2 separate regions of the Sus scrofa genome follow, and region 1 is linked to region 2. Evidence: chromatin contacts called from public HiChIP or PLAC-seq data. All regions are on one chromosome and are shown on one strand. The core of a region is the stretch at or near the end of the contact, and the rest is flanking DNA. Distances in the headings are between cores, read along the strand shown.

Region 1 (2,700 bases), core at 32-2,531, 150 kb after region 2:
ATGTTAAGTGGACTGATAGTTAAAATGTCTAGTGAGTAAAAAGTAACGAGTATGTCATATATACGATTTTTGTGGGACAAATTCATGAAAGGAAATAATTATAGAATATGATATTTTAAAGAAACATGCACATAGCTTTTTACTCTCATTTTTCTCATTGTTTTAATAAATCTAATGGAGTAGCAACAAAATCATAAACATCTTAGGGTCATATAAAAATGTACATTTCCAAAATTTATTGATTGAGATTTGATATTTTAATTCATTATGAAGTTTATGTTTTTCTTCTTTTGTCTGTGTCTGCAGCAAACAGAATTTCTCAGGCCAGTATTGAACTCATGCCACAGCTGTGACAAGTCACATCAGTGACAACACCAAATACTTAACTGCTGGAGCACAAGGGAACTCCAATTTATGAGTTCCAGGAACAATTTTCGTTGAATCCATATACTTGAATCTATATACTTTACTGTATATAATGAGAGGAAGAAATAAAAAAGAAAATCTCTTTACTTGTAAATAGGAATGAAGACAAGAACTACAGTTGACTACTCAGAAAGCATGCAAACTAGAAGAGGGTGAGGTAAAAAGTCTAAGGTGTTAAAAACCTACTAACCTGGAGTTCCCATGTGGTGCAGCGGAAATGAATCCAACTAGGAACCATGAGGTTGCGTGTTCAATCCCTGGCCTCCCTCAGTGGTTGGGGATCTGGCATTTCTGTGAGTTGTGGCGTGGGTAACAGACATGGCTCGGATCTGGCATTGCTCTGGCTCTGGTGTAGGCTGGCGGCTACAGCTCTGATTGGACCCCTAGCCTGGGAATCTCCACGTGGCCTGGGTGCAGCCCTAAAAAAAAAGACAAAAAAATAAAATTTTAAAAAACCTACTAACCTAAATGTCCATACTCTGTGAAATTATCCTTCAAAATTGAAGAAGGAATAAAAATGCTCTCAGAGAAACAAAACTTGAGGGAATTTGTTGCCAATAGACTTGCCTTGTAAAAAATGTTAAAAGAAGTTCTTTAAAGAGAAGGAAAATAATATACAGGTCAGAAACTTAGATCTACATAAAGAAAGGAACAACATCAAAGATGGGATAAGCGAAGGTAAAATTTCTTTAAAAACTTTACTTTTCTTGGAGATCCCATTGTGGCACAGCAGAAATGAATCCAACTAGTAACCATGAGGTTGCAGGTACAATCACTGGCTTCACTCAGTGGGTTAAGGATCTGGCATTGCTGTAATCTGTGGTATAGGTCACAGACATAGCTCATATCCTGTGTTGCTATGGTTGTGGCTGTGTCATAGGCCAGTAGTTGTAACTTCAATTCAACCCCTAGCCTGGGAACCTCCATATGCCATGTGTGCAGCCCTTAAAAACAACAACCAAAAAAAAACCTTTACTTTTCTTATTCCTAACTGATTTAATAGATAATATTTTCTTAAAAATCATACCCACAGTGTATTCAAAAGTGATATGAGCATGATAGCAGTATAAGAGGCTCCTGACTATCCCTCCTTTCTCAGATTCACCAAATATATAACTACACATGGATCAATTCCCCCCAAGAGAAATCATGATTCCTGCATGTCAGGTGGTTGAGGAAACAACTACCTTGAAAGGACACACACACATACAACACTCCTGCACAGTTCCTAATAATTAGGAAGAAACTCCCAACTCTCAATTTCTCCTTCTCAAGTGAAGAGTTCGGACCACACATTTAAACACCTCAAACTTTATGGCTATCATCCAAGGGACTGACTGCCAAATCACAGGGAGACAGGAACATGGCATTCATAAGACTCTAGGAGCACATTAAACAAAATGATGGCTTTTAAACTGGGCACCAGGCACTTCCTATGGCGGTACCCCTGGGATTAGCATACAAGAAGTAGGCAAAACATCCAGCTCACAGTTTCTCCCTGGAAAGGATTGGACTATACATTTTCTTAGGGGCTTCCTCAGAGTTAGGTATCCTGGAAGCTGATTGGAATCCTCCCAGGTGCCTGAGGGCATGTGGAAACTTCACCTGTCTCCTCTCCTGGTTTGAGCCAACACTAAAACTAAGTCTCCAGCTTCTCGCTAAAAGAAGTGTGTCCACATATGTAGAACCCCAGGTTTTACAGCTGCCCCCAAGGTCTAGATTTTCAAATTACCTAGCACTGAAAGCCAATGGTATTTTGCATTCATAGGTCCCTCAGGATCATATTAAATAAGGAAACAATTTTTAAACAAGTGCACAAGCACTTCTCATAGCTAACCCTCAGGTTCAATGCGGAGACAAGAGGCAAGAACACAAGAGTCCCAGTTTCTTCTTGGAAGGGGTTTGTCTGCATAATTTCTCTAGCTGCTGCCCAAGGGCCAGGCTTCTTTTGAACAGCCTGCATCTGGGAGGTGTAAGAGCACATCATTAGAAGTCCTCTAGGATGGGAGTTCCTATTGCAGCTCAGTGGAAAGGAACCTGACTAGTATCCATGACGAAGCAGGTTCAATCCTTGGCCGCACTCAGTGGGTTAAGGATCTGGTGTTGCCATGATACATATTTTTTTTCTTTGTTCTTTTTACTTTTGGCCTGTTGGTTTTCTTAGCCTACATGGCTTCATTGAGCACAAAACTTTGGACGTGTCACCATGACAAATCTGGAAGTAACGTCCAGCTACATCTATTCACTCTTATTTAGATATATCATATGTTTTGT
Region 2 (2,700 bases), core at 85-2,584:
TTAAATAAGTTCAAGGTCAAGAATTTTGTAAAATCCATTAATCACATGCATTAGTTGATGTCTTGAGTCTTCATTTCACTGTGAACATTATTTAATTAAACCATCCAATTAAATATATTGTATATTTGTTTCATATCATACATTTTAAAATTGAAACAAATTTTACTACTGCTTTATAAGTCATAAATGTATGTTTCAGTCAATAACTTTGGTACAATGCTCCAAATAATATTTTTAAATGAAAATATAAAATAGTAAAATTTAATTTTTTTTCACTAATAGTATAACTTTTTAATTTTACTAAACAAAGTTCAGGGGTTGACAGACAATTCTACTTTCCAGAAATAAAAGAAATATTTTACCTCACCTCCTTTTACCAAAATGGGAGAACAAAACAGGGCACAGAAATGTCCATAACTAACATAGAAGCAGAAGAGTTGATGCTCTTAAGTTCAGTTCATTGTACAACCAAGTACTGAAATTTAGGAAACTCATATATGCTCAATTTCTTCAGACTGTAATTTTATTGAAGTGTTTCCCCAAATAGGAGAGTGACCCCACAAAGATAATTTATGTAGATAAGTTGATATTCATTCTGCAAAATGCAACAAGGTAGCTGATGGATAGCTTATGCACAATTAGTATTTGTTTTACTCAAATAGATGAGGACTAATGTCTTTAATTTATATTCATATAGTAATAATGATATGCACAGCCAGATATAACCATGCACATTATATACTATACATGATGAATTGCATTTCATTAATTCTCAGATGAACTTATATTAAAACCTTAATTTTAGATCTCATGATGATTGATTAGAAGATATTGAGTGATATTTTAACTAACATATTCTTAATTCAAAGCTTCTTAATATAAAATAATGGTTCATCTTACAATTTATGCCATCTTTCAATTTCTGGCAGAATCTCCTTTTACTAGATAATACCACCTTTTTATATTTCAGAAGTGCATTTATTTTGTAAAAAAAAAATATGCGTGTGTATGTATAACTGATTTACTTTTCTGTACACCTGAAAATAACACAACCTTTTAAGTCAACTGTATGCCAATAAAATTTAAAAATAAAATTAAGCAAATAAAATAAACCATTAAAAATGTTAATAAAGAGAAACCTCTGTTAACCAGAGTTGGAGACCAGAAGGGGGAGCTCTAATGCCCTCCAAAGATAGCAGAGCCCAACAGGAGAAAAACTTCTCTTTTTTTTCCTGGCTACAACCCAACCAGTGAAAATTTTTGGACTCCTTGTTTACTATGCCCCCACCACCAACTTCCTCTTCTCAGTGTAGAAGTTCTCTTTCACTTGCTGCGCTGGGTAGTTGCACATGACTCACCACAATTGCAGACTCTGTATGGCAACTCCCTACTGATCCTGAATAAACCCATTTCTGCTGGAGAAATAACAGACAATCTATTTGTTTCAGGTCAAAAACAAGCAGCAGTAATAAACAGAAAGTGAATGGTTTGTGAGAGCAAACTTGGTATATTTGCCCTGACTGAGGGCACAGGAGAGAGACAGGTAGTTGCTAGGACTGCATTGTGCTGGCAAGGACCCTGTTGATGGTAATCATGAAATTTTTCATAGAAAATGGAGGAAGTAACTCTGGCCACCAATGACTTAAGTTTTTGTCATTCTTTTGCTGTGGTAAGTCAAATTCTGTTGTTGTTGTTTCAGAATTGTCCTGAAATGAGATCAAAGTGAGCAAAAATCTCAGTTAATGAGGTAAATAATTAAAAATAATAACTGTAATGATGATAAATTACAATAATTTATTTATCCATCTATCTATGTAATGTGTGATTAGAGGAAAGAAGAGCTCATGCCTGTTCATTTAAGAAAGTGTCTTGGTCTATCAAAAAAGGGCATCTTCCTTCCCTATGCAGAGAACATAGGGAAGGGAGTTTTCTATCATCTCTATAAAGGAGTGGATGGTTCAGAGTCTGAAATCCACTTGGTCATGATTTATCAGTGGTGTAGAGGGTTCATTTTATTAGATGTCAATATCATTTAAAACACAACACTTCATTCCTCTCTCTCATTCTTATTGCTCCCTGTCCATTCTTCTCTCACACAAGAATAGGAATAGGTTCTTAGCCAAATCATGAGCTAGGCAAGGAAGGCCAGGTAGGAACTAAGCATAAGGGACAGAGTATATGTCTCCCTTTTTACTGCCAAGCCTGGGTGAAAGAATCCAGCCAACAGCCTCATCCTGGGGCCAGGTGAATAGATTTGAAATTTGTTCCAAAGACCCGGCTATCCTGCTAATTTTGTTTTGTAGACACAACAGAGGCTACAAATCCTTTACCTGAGATTTGCATAATTTGAAAATATAATTTAGCCTTTACATAAATCATATTCTCCAGTATATTTAGCTGCATACATTTTTTTTTCTGTATACTCAGAAGTGAAGGAAGAGAAGGGGGTTAATACACCACAAAAATTCTATCAGGTGTCATTATTAGGCATGGTCATTTCATTCTTTAGTTATATTGTCATTTCATTTCTTTAGTTAAATTGTCATTCAATTCACCCAGCAAATTACCCTCTATATTTACCCTTATTTATTGGATGAGATTATTGAACCTCAACATGGTTAAGTAATTCACTAAGATCTGACAGGTAGCAAATGGCAAAGTTAAGGTTTCAAACCAGTCATTCACTCTCTAGAACTTAAT

Evidence for each region. HiChIP or PLAC-seq counts read pairs in DNA pulled down with a chosen protein or histone mark.
Region 1: a contact with region 2 is called in an H3K27ac HiChIP or PLAC-seq map of alveolar macrophages. The contact joins two enhancer-like sites. A contact is called at or near these places in 1 of 47 Hi-C or Micro-C datasets (embryonic fibroblasts) and 1 of 2 datasets of contacts at active chromatin or transcription factors (alveolar macrophages).

The regions. Positions count from the first base shown.
Region 1 is chr11:37,625,065-37,627,764 of Sscrofa11.1, forward strand. No RefSeq gene overlaps it. Among named protein-coding and RNA genes, the nearest start is that of PCDH9, 1.8 Mb to the right of the region's middle. Within about 2 kb of position 1,282, at least 1 of the 83 cell types and tissues checked has an H3K27ac peak or open chromatin away from gene starts, as enhancers often do. A contact at or near this core is called in alveolar macrophages, where this site is marked.
Region 2 is chr11:37,476,642-37,479,341 of Sscrofa11.1, forward strand. No RefSeq gene overlaps it. Among named protein-coding and RNA genes, the nearest start is that of PCDH9, 2.0 Mb to the right of the region's middle. Within about 2 kb of position 1,335, at least 7 of the 83 cell types and tissues checked have an H3K27ac peak or open chromatin away from gene starts, as enhancers often do. A contact at or near this core is called in alveolar macrophages, where this site is marked.